Linked DNA regions of Sus scrofa: all the other regions are linked to region 1. Evidence: chromatin contacts called from public targeted proximity ligation data. All regions are on one chromosome and are shown on one strand. The core of a region is the stretch at or near the end of the contact, and the rest is flanking DNA. Distances in the headings are between cores, read along the strand shown. Region 1 overlaps LOC110260018. Region 2 overlaps TTC7A (tetratricopeptide repeat protein 7A). Region 3 overlaps TTC7A (tetratricopeptide repeat protein 7A).

Region 1 (3,698 bases), core at 605-3,104:
AACTGACCTTGTGTTTCAGATGGAGCAAACTCAAGTTTCACAGTCAGCTCAGTGATGAGGGGGAAAAGCAAATATTCTCCGGTGAAGGTTGACTTAATTAGCCATTTTAATAATTCATGAGTCTTTAAAATGTTTGCCAGAAGATTCAGAGCTCAGATTCTGCTCCTGGTATTTAGCTCTGGGTTTTCTCGATCACAAATTGTGCTGCCTCATGGACCTGGAGCCTGGGAATTTGAGGTCTGGTTGGCAGACCGGGCACAGTTCTTAACCCTTTGGAGCTTAAAAATCTCTTTGAGAATCTGATGAAAGTTCTGCACCCTGGCCCTAGGAAAATTCTTATATATACAAATTTTACAGATTCCCCTGAGGTCTACCCTTGAACTCCATCTTAAGAATCTCTGATTTAGATGATCTCTAAGGATGCTAACATTCTCTTTTAACTTACCCACAAGCTACTCTGCCTATCTGTCACCTGGAAATGTGACTCTTTGGGCTTGCAGGCAAGCAGCCTCATGTGGCTGTTTTTGCAAAGTGAGAGGTGCATAATGCAATATCTGTTCATTAGGGTGAAGCAACGCTAATGCAGAAAAGAGAACTGAACGAATCAGAAGCCATGAGTCAGCTCCCTCCCCGCCACCTGCTAGCAGGCAGCCAGCTGAAGGGGGTGAGCTTCGGAGTCAGACGGCCTCAAATCCCAGCTCAGACATTTTCTGGCTGTGACGTGGGGGAGTGCCTTAACCTCTCTTAGCCTCAGTTTCCTCATTTGCAAAATGGGACCAATAAGATTTACCCTATTTCCTCCTGTTCTGAGGAGGAACTAAACCAGCCCTTTATAAACCAGCGCCTGGGCTGCGAGCTCTCAGGAAAGGGAGTTTGTCCCCCTGATTTCAGCCACAAGGATGAAGGTCGCTGTGAATTTGGGGACACTGTCTTCATAGAAGACTGGGAGAGAGGGCAGACTGAGGAGTGGCTGGGAACTGTCTGAACTCCTGCATGAGCGGTGCCTCTGCCCTCCGCTGCCCCTCAGAAGACTCCCCAAAGGGAGGCTGGGGAGGCGTCCGGGTAGCAGCCGTGGACTGGTCTGGAGCGGCTCCCGGTCTTGTCCCCTCCGCCACTGCTCAGGCATGTGGAGGCTGCAGGAAATGATGGGGGGAGATACTGGGCTTTTTCTGGCTGCAGGCCTGACTGCAGCAGAGGAGGAGGAGGAGAGAGAGCGAGAGAGAAGGGGCGGGGGTGGGGGGCGGTGGTGAGAGAGGGGCTGGCTTCTTTCTCCTGTTTCTGAGCAGACAGTCTGTGTGTGATTCAGGCACCCACCGTGAAGCTGGGGCTGGTCCTGGGGGACTGGCAGAGCCCGGCAGGATGTAGCTCCAGCTCTCAAGGACCTCGCAATGTTGACATGGAAATACGACCAGCCTGGGGAAGGGCCGCATTGCTGGATGCAGAACCTCCTGTCCAATACAGAGTCCGGGAAGGGCGGGGACAGTGAGGGCGGGATGATGGAAACAGGTTTATGCCGTGCCAGGCAATCGACAGGCACTGACTCTCACCCTGACGGTTACCCTCCAGCAGATTCGCTGTAACCCTTCACTGTGCAACGAGGAAACTGAAGCTCAGAGAGTCAGTTGCTCAATCAGAGACAGCTACGGTTATGTAGTGTCAGAGCATTCAAACCAGGGTTTCCTGCCTCTGAAATCCGTGCCCCCCCAACTCCCCAGCTAGGCTAGCTAGGCCTCCGGAGCTCTATCCCTGCAGCCTGCGAGGCCATTTGCTCTCCTGCTGCCCACAGTGCTATGCATGGAGTCCGGTCAGTAAATATTTGCCTTGTGATTGGGACGGGGAGAGTGCTCCTTTCTTGGCACCAGGCAGCTCTCGGCAGTTCACAGGCACTGTTTACCTTTCCTCCCACATTCCCCTGCGAGGAATCACCATCGCTCCCTTCCCTGCCCCACAAAGGAGGCAGAGGGGAGTGCTTGAGGTGCCTGGCTTTGACAGAGCCTGCTTCAGACCTGCCTTGTGCGGCCCCGGGTCTCCTTTGTCTTGTTTCAAGGAGCAACTTCTGCGCGGAAGTCCGAATTAAGAAAAACCTCACAGCCTTTACTAATGCCAACTTAGGAGGAATAAACATTTTGAGGCCTTCATAGACCCCGCCACCAAGAAAGACTGCGTGTGTTTGAGCTCCCGAGAGGGAAGGCACTTTGGATTTTCTGGCGAAGAGGCTTCCCAGAGACTGACAGCGGATCGGTGAGAAGTAGGTCTGCAGCCGGCAGCAGAGGGGAGGCTTCAGCCCAACTTGGGCCTCTGCCGAGCAGGAACCCTGTCGTCCTGGGGAATTTTCGGACCTGTCTCCTGACCTGATTTGCAGCCGGGGAGGTGAATGCATTACGCAAAGCTGGATGCCAAGCAGAGAGCAAAAGGAGACCCTCTCCATTCATTTCCAGCCATTGATTTGATGATGCTGATGAACTGTGATTTTTAAATGGAAAAGGCTTTGTCATCACGATTTTTCAATAAAACTCTAGCGCAGCTCTTTATTTCCTGACGAAAGCCCTAGGGATCCTTTTAACATGTCGGGTATGACATATTCCCCAGGGTCGACTTTTTATTTCATTGCCATTTTAAGGGTCTCAGAGCATGTGACTAGAATTCCCATCTAAATAATAGATTTCTGGATGGTAAAAAGCTTGTATAATTACTTACACTTAGTAAAGTCCCTTTGGATGGTAAAAAAACAGCATAATAATTTTTCTTGCTGTGACTTGACAATATGAATTGGTTTTGTATAAAGACCAGGAGCTCACTGGATTGAATTTAGGAGATTGGTAAAACAAATTTGACTTCAGTGGGTTTGAATGATGACAATGTAATAAACATATAAAGGCTAGGAAGCTAATTTATCATGGCTTTCAGTTTTATTTATTTGCAACTCGGTCATTGTTGGTATAAACAGTCTCTATTAAACATTATGGATTCAATTTCCAAATGACCCGTGAATGGCTTTCTACAGAGAGATTACTTGATTTGTTGTTTTCCTGAATAAAACATACTTTTTGCTCAGTAGGGTTATACAGCCCATATATTAGCCTTAGAAGATTATATGCTGCTGAGCCTGGCATCTCTGATGTGCAAGGTTTGATTTGTTCTCTGATCTATTTGTCTTCACTCTCTTTAATACACTGAGATGGAATGCATAACCTCTTAAGACCTGCACTTCAATGAATCATAAGAGAATGTCTGTCTGTGTGGCAGTTTATCATCTGAATGATAATTCTGGTTCCCTTTAAAAATGTTCAAGTGTCTGCTCTTCAAAATAGACCACAGTGAAAGGCATGAGAGCTGCTGTGGGTCACTGATGGGGAAGCATAATTGACCTCAGCTTTGGTTGCATGGTAACCGGCTCCCCGGGTATTAGATCACTGCATACCACAGAATTACCAACACGCTGCCCTCAAAGTCAGGGGGGCGATTTGGCATTTGCGATTCAGAAAGCTACAGAGAGCGAGCCTTGTAGAGAGAGGCAGCCTGTCAGGAGAGCTGGAGCCTCGGGGTAGGTGGCCCTCCAGAAGCCTGCCAGATTGTAAAAACCTGTTCCATTTCAGTCCTTTCACAAAAGGGTTGTAACTTTCACAGCCCAGTGCCCGCTGGACTAGCACACTGCACAAATGAAAACACTAAAAGGGGAGTTAGGATTTACATGAAGT
Region 2 (3,698 bases), core at 795-3,294, 190 kb after region 1:
AGAAATCATCATGGGAGGTCCTGCTGTGGCTCAGCGGTTAACGAATCTGCCTAGCATCCATGAGGACACAGGTTTGATCCCTGACCTTGCTCAGTGGGTTAAGGATCTGGCATTGCTGTGGCTATGATGTAGGCTGGCAGGTATAGCTTTGATTAGACTCCTAGCCTGGGAATCTCCATATGCTGTGGGTGTGGCCCTAAAAAAAAAAAAAAAAAGAAAGAAAGAAAGACATCATCATGGAATAAACAAACCCTCATTTTCCAGTGGGAAAATCCGAGCCTGCAAGATGCTGCCTTCTCCGGCCATCACTCACCCAAGGGGAGAGGTGCCCTCCCCACAGGCACCAAGGGGCTCAGAGTTTACTCCCTTTTAACTAACCAGACCCTCAAGAAAGACAGTGTGTGTTTTCCAACCTGGCACAGTTACCCCTTCCTTTCCTGGCCATTTGACCTCCAGGATCCCACTGACTTAGCCTTTACAAAGTGCCTACTGTATACCAAGAGCCTGGATACTGTATACCAAGTGTCCTGTTCTCAGCAGGCTTTCAATTAATTCAGGGGGAATGAATTAAGAGACCAAACGAGTGAATGAATAGCTCATTCACAGCCCTGCACAGTCTATAAAATTAGCCATGCTCTTGATTTATCCAAGAGCTTGGTAAAATGTTTTGCATACAGTAGGTGCACAACCAATGTTTTGTGGAATGCGGGATTTGGTTGCATTTGAAACAGAGAAGGAAAAAGTGTGTGGAATTTTTCATTGAATGGAACCTAAACAGACTCTGGCACGTACAACCCTGGCCAGAAGCCCCCATCTCAGGGCTGGCACTGCTCATTGTGTATGAGAGGTTTCCAGCCAAAGGCCCAGAAACGCACAGCCAGTTGGCAGATCCCAACGGCTGGAGGGCTGAGTCAGGAGACAAGCTCAGGTGAAGTTCAAACGGTTAGCAAGTTCGTCCCTCCTGCTACAGACCCGCATCATCAGTTCAAAACCTAAAGCTCTCCTCTTTACTCGCAGCCGCAGAAAGAGGCGGTGACATTTCTTTTGCAGGGCCCTGAGGACGTACAGGCAAGGGGACCTTTCTAGTGAGGTGGGGGCGGTACGGGCAATGAAGGCTGTGCATTGAGAGGCTAGAAGGATGCTTTCTTCGATGGGCCTCCAAAGTCTCCCTGTGCCCAAAGCCTGACAGGGACCACCAGACTCTCCTGGGCTTCGCTGCTGGGTGATTCTGGTCCCTGAATGCCCCTTCAAGCAGTCTGTCTCCTGCCCTCCCCCCGGTCCCCCCCCAACTGCTGATACTGGGTGGTTGCTGAGAATAAAAATTACTGCTGACTGAACACACCCCTCAGGGGGTCACACCCAACAGCAGGCTGGGCCGTCTAAGGTGCCCCCTCCACACACACACACACACAGCAGAAAGGAAAAGTGTTTTCATAAAGCTGCACACCCTGCCAAGCCCTGGGGAACTCCCTCAGAAAACACACACTCCCTTCTCTATTGTTTGGTTTTGGTACAATGAGCACCTACTGCTTTAGTAATTAAAAAAGAATTTTTATTTTTAAAGAACATGCACAAAACACACAGCCCACCTAGTTCAACACACTTGGCTCAAGCTCACTCCCGGCCCTGAGCCAACCATGGGTTCTGCAGGTCCAGGGAGAAGCAAAGGGAAAAAACCACCCCAAAGACAGATGGCCCCTTGCCCGTTCTAGGGGAGAGAGCCAAGCCGGCTCAGGCTCACGTTCTTTTCTTGGGAAATGCCCGGAGCCTTGGTCCTAGGGAGGTCGGGTCACCAAGAGCTTTGCTGGCATTGCATCGCTGCCAGCCTCTCGTGCTGCGTCACCCCCACAGCTGCATCATGTGAAAGAGAACCAAGCCTCTCCTACAGCCAGGACCCTGAGCCCAGCTGCCACTGCCACCGCCCCCAACTCCCCCCACCCCTGTCTCCTCTCCCAACAGAAAGGTGCCTCCTCCAACAGACAGGTGCGGTAGCTGGCAACCGCAGAACTGCCTGGGGTGAGGCTCAACCAGAGTCCATGGCTGCCCTCTGGTGGCGGCGAGGGGAAGTGGACCCCAGGTATCCCGGGTCCCTGCCTTTGGGGAGGGGCCTCCCAACTCCTGACGGTCAGGAAGTACTTGCAATCCCAGGTCAGTTAGGGACCCTGCCATCAGCCACAGAGCAAGCGGCAGGAGTTGTCTGAGGGAATGAACTACTGGATCAAGAGGACAAGGTCCTTGGAAAAAATGAATGTCCCTCAGACAGTGAATGAGTAAGTGGCAGCCAGGTCTCACTGAAGCCCAGAATTAAAGGAGCAGCAGTGCCCGGAGGCCGAGCAAACATCACCACATAGTGCAGGGCAGAACACCACACCCTTTAAATTATGTCAAACCTCAACTGCAGGGACCTTGGGAGCAGGCCCTGCTTGTGGCCATCTGGCCCCTGGGGCTGAGTGCCCCACACTCAGAAGGAGCTCCTCCGGCCCCTCTGGGGACTGGGTCCACCCCCTGCCCACGGGGGGAATGAGCTCAAGCCCTCAGACTCTAGCCCAGAAACAGGTCCCCCCATCTCCTCCTGTCCCTTAAGCCGTCAGGGACCTCTTCTACGGCCCAGCAACGCCCAAGCCCGGGGGTGGGAGGAGGCCCACTGCACCAGCCCCCAGGATGAACTGTCTCCTTAGATCCAGCCTGTCCCAGGCAGCAGCAGGACCCCACCTCTCTGCCCTCTCTTCCTCTGGCACAGAGCGCTGGCTCCTATGCAGTCAGCGCCCCACTGGGATGTGAGCCCCTTAAGGAAGGTTGGTCATCATCCTGCCCTGGGATGGGGCGGGGGCCTGGGACGTGAAGGGCTGGGCTCTTCCCACCCCACACACCCCCTCCAAATGCATGCACACACACACACACACACACACACACACACGTGCTGGGCCATGAGCTCTCTGAACACAGAGAAGGGTTTCTGCCCCTTCCCAAACACCTCAAGAGCCCAGGTAAGAGAGGGTGAATTTAACCAGCAGAAGTGGCTCTGGAGCCCTTGAAAAGACTTCAGAGCTGCCCTAGCAAACGTGACCCATATCAAGTGTCTGCGGACCAATCTCACCCTGACCTCCTGCCTCTCGTACCTTGGGCTCAGACAGAGGTTCTCAGGTTGGGGTGATTTTACCCCTGGACCCCACCCTAGGACCTATCTCAATGGAGACATTTAGTTGTCACACTCAGGGCCGGGGGAATCTGCTAACTTCTAGGGGATAGAGGCCAGGGATGTCGTTAAAACCTACAATCTATAGGACAGGCCCCCACAATGAAGGGTATCAGCTCGAAATATCAACAGTGCTGAGGCTGAAAAATCCTGGGCTGGAGATCGTGGAAACGAAGCCAACTAGTAACCATGAGGTTGTGGGTTCGTCCCTGGCCTCGATCAGTGAGTTAAGGATCCTGCGTTGCCGTGAGTTGTGGTGTAGGTCACAGAGGAGTTTTGGATCCCACGTGGCTGTGGCTGTGGCGTAGGCTGGTGGTTGCAGCTCTGATTCACCCCCTAGCCTGGGAACTTCCATATGCCGCGGGTGTGGCCCTAAAAAAAAAAAAAAAATCCTGACTCTTTTTTTAAACTTCCTAACAACAACAAATGTGTAAGAAAAATACTGGAACCAGTGATTCACCTAGGAAGACATAACTATGACCTGAAGACCCTGCTACATAAT
Region 3 (3,698 bases), core at 649-3,148, 130 kb after region 1:
GACGGGAAGTCCAACACTGAGGTCTTTTAAGGCCTCATGCCTTGGCCACACTGCCACTGCTGTATCTGTAGGCAGATGTGAACGTGAGTGTTCTTTCTGGGGAAGGTGAAGGAGCAAAGGTCAGAGGCAACACCATGCCCTCTGTCTCCACCGCAGGGCTGAGGCCGCTGGGGCTGAGCGGAGAGTCAGCTCTCTCCACAGACATGTGCACCCTATTCTTAGCAAGGAGGCCCAGTGCAGCCGCAGGTCCACCGTCTAGGAGCTCACGCCCTCCCTGACTGCCATGACAGCCCTGGCAGCCCACACCAGCCACCCCAGGCCAGGCTCAGGGCTTCCTCAGCCGCCATCCTCACCGCACACCTCATCTGCCACTATGCTCTGGACAAGGCTGGGACCTACCACCTTCCGAATCACCTGCACAGGCCGGCACCTGGGGCCAGAGGCTGGTGCTCATCAGACCTGAACAGAGCCAGGCCCTGCTGAAGGATCTCAGCCCTGCCGTCTGTCCGCGCCTGGGCAGCCTTCCTCCCCTGGGGAAAGACAGAGACCAGTGAAGTCAGCGTCCCTGGGTATCACCACCGGTCACTGGCTTTGCCAGTCTTCCCGGTGGCCCCAGCCAGGGGCTGAGGCTGGAGGACCCAGGGGAAAGCATGGGTGGGCCTGGTACCCGCCTCCCCTTCCCCTCTCTTCTCCCAGGCCCTGCCCTGCCTGCAATCCTGAGCTGGGATCAGTCTGCTAATTATTTGTCAAAGGATGGAGCCTTGGAGCGATTCTCATTGGAGGCAAAGACAAATCATTTCTTTGCATTGCTGTGAGGACGCAATAGCTTAGGGTGGGCTTCCTCAGATTGGGGTGAACATGAGCCTTTCCAAAAAAATTTTTTTTCTTTTAAAAAGAATTATTTTGTAAACGGGGGATATTTTTGTGACAACAGTTCTGGCTAAGCAAGCACTATCATCGTGTCCATTGCTCTCACCCAAGGCCTCCAGTCATCTTCCCGTGTGCCCCCCCCCCCCGCCCCAGCCCCACTGCTCACCCCAGCACCCAACTCTTGGTGGCAGGGGGATGCTGGCAGAGCTGAGCTGGCTGCAGGGAAGGACAGGGGTTGTGTGGGTGGCAAGCACGACGGGTCCACATTTTTCACTTTCATGTTCCTTAAAAGAAGTTCCCTATACATTTGACGCAGCACGGGCAAGAAACACTTGAACACCAGAACTGCTGTGAACCTGAGGGAGTCACTCCCCGTCAAACAGGAGGACATTGTGCTGAAACAGGGCCTTTGGCATCAGGCAACATGGGTCCCCTTCCCGGCCCTGCTGTCTCCTAGCAGGTGCCTTTGCCTCTCTGAACTCAATTGGCTGTTGAACAGGGGCCACAATGGTGCCACCAGGAAGGCTGTTAGGAGGACTAAGGGCAACAGAAACTTTAAAGGCAGCCACCCCCGGTGCCTGGCCACCCCCTGAGCAAGGTCAGTGGGCATCCTGAGATGGTTCCATCATTACCAGTCTTCCCTCCCAGACCCTGCGCTCGGTCAGGGACCATGTCTTTCTTTCTTTCTCTTCTTTTTTTTTTTTTTTCTTTTTTTTTGTCTTTTTGCCATTTCTTGGGCTGCTCCTGCGGCATATGGAGGTTCCCAGGCTAGGGGTCGAGTCGGAGCTGTAGCCGCCGGCCTACACCAGAGCCACAGCAATGCAGGATCTGAGCCACGTCTGCGACCTACACCACAGCTCACGGCAATGCTGGATCCTTAACCCACTGAGCAAGGCCAGGGATCAAACCCGCAACCTCATGGTTCCTAGTCGGATTTGCTGAGCCACGACGGGAACTCCAGGGACCGTGTCTTTCTTATCTTTGAATCCCCAGCGTCTCACCCAATGTCACTCAACAAGTCTTTGTTGGGTAACAGAAGAAGGAAGTTGAGTCACAAGGATTCACTGAGGCTGGGAAAGCTGCAGGGGCCCCAGGACCAGGACCCGAGGAAGCAAAGCTGAAAAGCAGCCTGCGGGAACTCACCCCTCTCCCGGGTCCCACTGCCCCATCGGTGCATTCCCAGGTCCCCCGGCCCCGGCTCCTGGCCATGGCAGGAGCCCCGCCAAAGAGGGGGAGAGGGTGGCAGCAGGTAGGGTGAATACACAAAAGGGGCAATTATCTCTTTAAAGGACAGTAATTACTAATTCCAGCTGATGGCTGTGCTGCGTTATTTTAATGAAGAGTTCTATTTTTATAGAAAACACATAATTGAGTGGAAAAAGCAGGCTATTCTCTGAGTCAGGCAGCCACGCCTCTGGAAAGTAACTCCTCAGCCAGGAGGCCAGAGCCTGTGCACCGCCTGGAGCTCTACAGGAAGTAGGGCTCCTCTGGGAAACCAGGGCCCAAGTCGGCCGACCCAAGTTCAAATCCCAGCTTCCCTGCTAGTTATGGGACCCCACCCCCTCACCCTCATGCTGGGCAGTCATTTTGCCTTAGAGCTTGAGCTTCATAGCTATAAAATGGAAATGACAGGGTCGCTAAGCTCTGATGGTTGTTATGTGCAAATAACATACATAATGGCTTCGGTCCACCTGGGTCCTCTTGTTATGACTTACTGAGCCCGTTATACACAGGTGCCTACTTATGCCCTCTGTGCCTCTGTTTCCTCACCCGGAAAGTGGGAGTAACCATTCCTACACCTCCCAACGTTCCTGTAGCGGCTCAGCGGTAATGAACCCAACTAGGATCCATGAGGACTCGGGTTCACTCCCTGGCCTTGCTCAGTGGGTTAAGGATCTGGTACTGGCGCAAGCCTCGGTGTAGGTCGCAGAGGCAGCTCAGATCCTGCATTGCTGTGGCTGTGGTGTAGGCCGGCAGCTGCAGCTCTGATTCGACTCCTGGGAACTTCCATATGCCGTGGGGGTGGCCCTGAAAAGACCAGGAAAAAAAAAAAAAGAAAGAAAAAAAGAGTTAATGCACGAAAAGTGCTTAGAGCAGTGCCTGGTGCAGAGGAACCCTGGGTGTCCCGCTGTGGTACTATTATTGAAGCGCCTGGAGTTCAAGCATATTGGGGTTGTTCAGCCAATCAGCTGGCTTGGGTTCTAGTTCCTGTTTTGCCACTTGTCAGGTGACCCTGAGATAGTTGCTAACTTTCCTGTTAAGCCCTTTCACTTTTAGAGTAGGAGGGGTATAAACACTAAATCAAACCCAAACAATAACCAAACCAGGTTAAGGGGATGTGAGAGCACTCTGAGGGCTGTAAGAAGCCGACACCCCAATGTGTCATCCCCCCTCACTCCCCAACCCCGCCACTTCCTTAGAGAACAAACAAAACGACAACCAGGGTCTCCCCGTGGGAGGGGCTACTGGTGTGCTGGGTGCCCCACCTTGGGTTTCCTGCAGGGAGGAAGGGGAGCCAGAGGATAGACCTTCTCTGCCCTGCAGGTGCCTCCATGCCCTCAGGGAAGCTCAACCACACATCCAAGGCAACTAGGAAACAGAAGAAGCATCCGATACTAAACTGGCTGCCCCACAGCATAGGAAGCTCCCAGCCAGGGATCAGATCCGATCTGAAGCCTCAAACTAAGCCACAGCTGCGACAATGCTGGATCCTTAACCCACCATGCTGGGCCAGGAATCAAACCCATGTCCCAGTGCTCCCAAGCCACTGCCAATCCTGTTGCGCCACAGCGGGAGCTCCTGAGGGGTTCAGTGTTAAGTGTAGGAGC

The links.
Region 2: a contact with region 1 is called in a targeted proximity ligation map of alveolar macrophages. A contact is called at or near these places in 2 of 47 Hi-C or Micro-C datasets (brain and liver) and 2 of 2 datasets of targeted methods (alveolar macrophages and skeletal muscle).
Region 3: a contact with region 1 is called in a targeted proximity ligation map of alveolar macrophages. A contact is called at or near these places in 1 of 47 Hi-C or Micro-C datasets (liver) and 2 of 2 datasets of targeted methods (alveolar macrophages and skeletal muscle).

The regions. Positions count from the first base shown.
Region 1 is chr3:93,355,412-93,359,109 of Sscrofa11.1, forward strand. It overlaps LOC110260018, which reads left to right. Exons shown (of 3, transcript XM_021087545.1): 3 at 1,307-2,544. The coding sequence ends at 1,365. Among named protein-coding and RNA genes, the nearest start is that of CALM2, 15 kb to the right of the region's middle.
Region 2 is chr3:93,540,452-93,544,149 of Sscrofa11.1, forward strand. The region is part of intron 5 of TTC7A (tetratricopeptide repeat protein 7A); the gene reads right to left. Among named protein-coding and RNA genes, the nearest start is that of TTC7A, 50 kb to the right of the region's middle.
Region 3 is chr3:93,490,358-93,494,055 of Sscrofa11.1, forward strand. All of the region lies in intron 15 of TTC7A (tetratricopeptide repeat protein 7A), which reads right to left. Among named protein-coding and RNA genes, the nearest start is that of TTC7A, 100 kb to the right of the region's middle.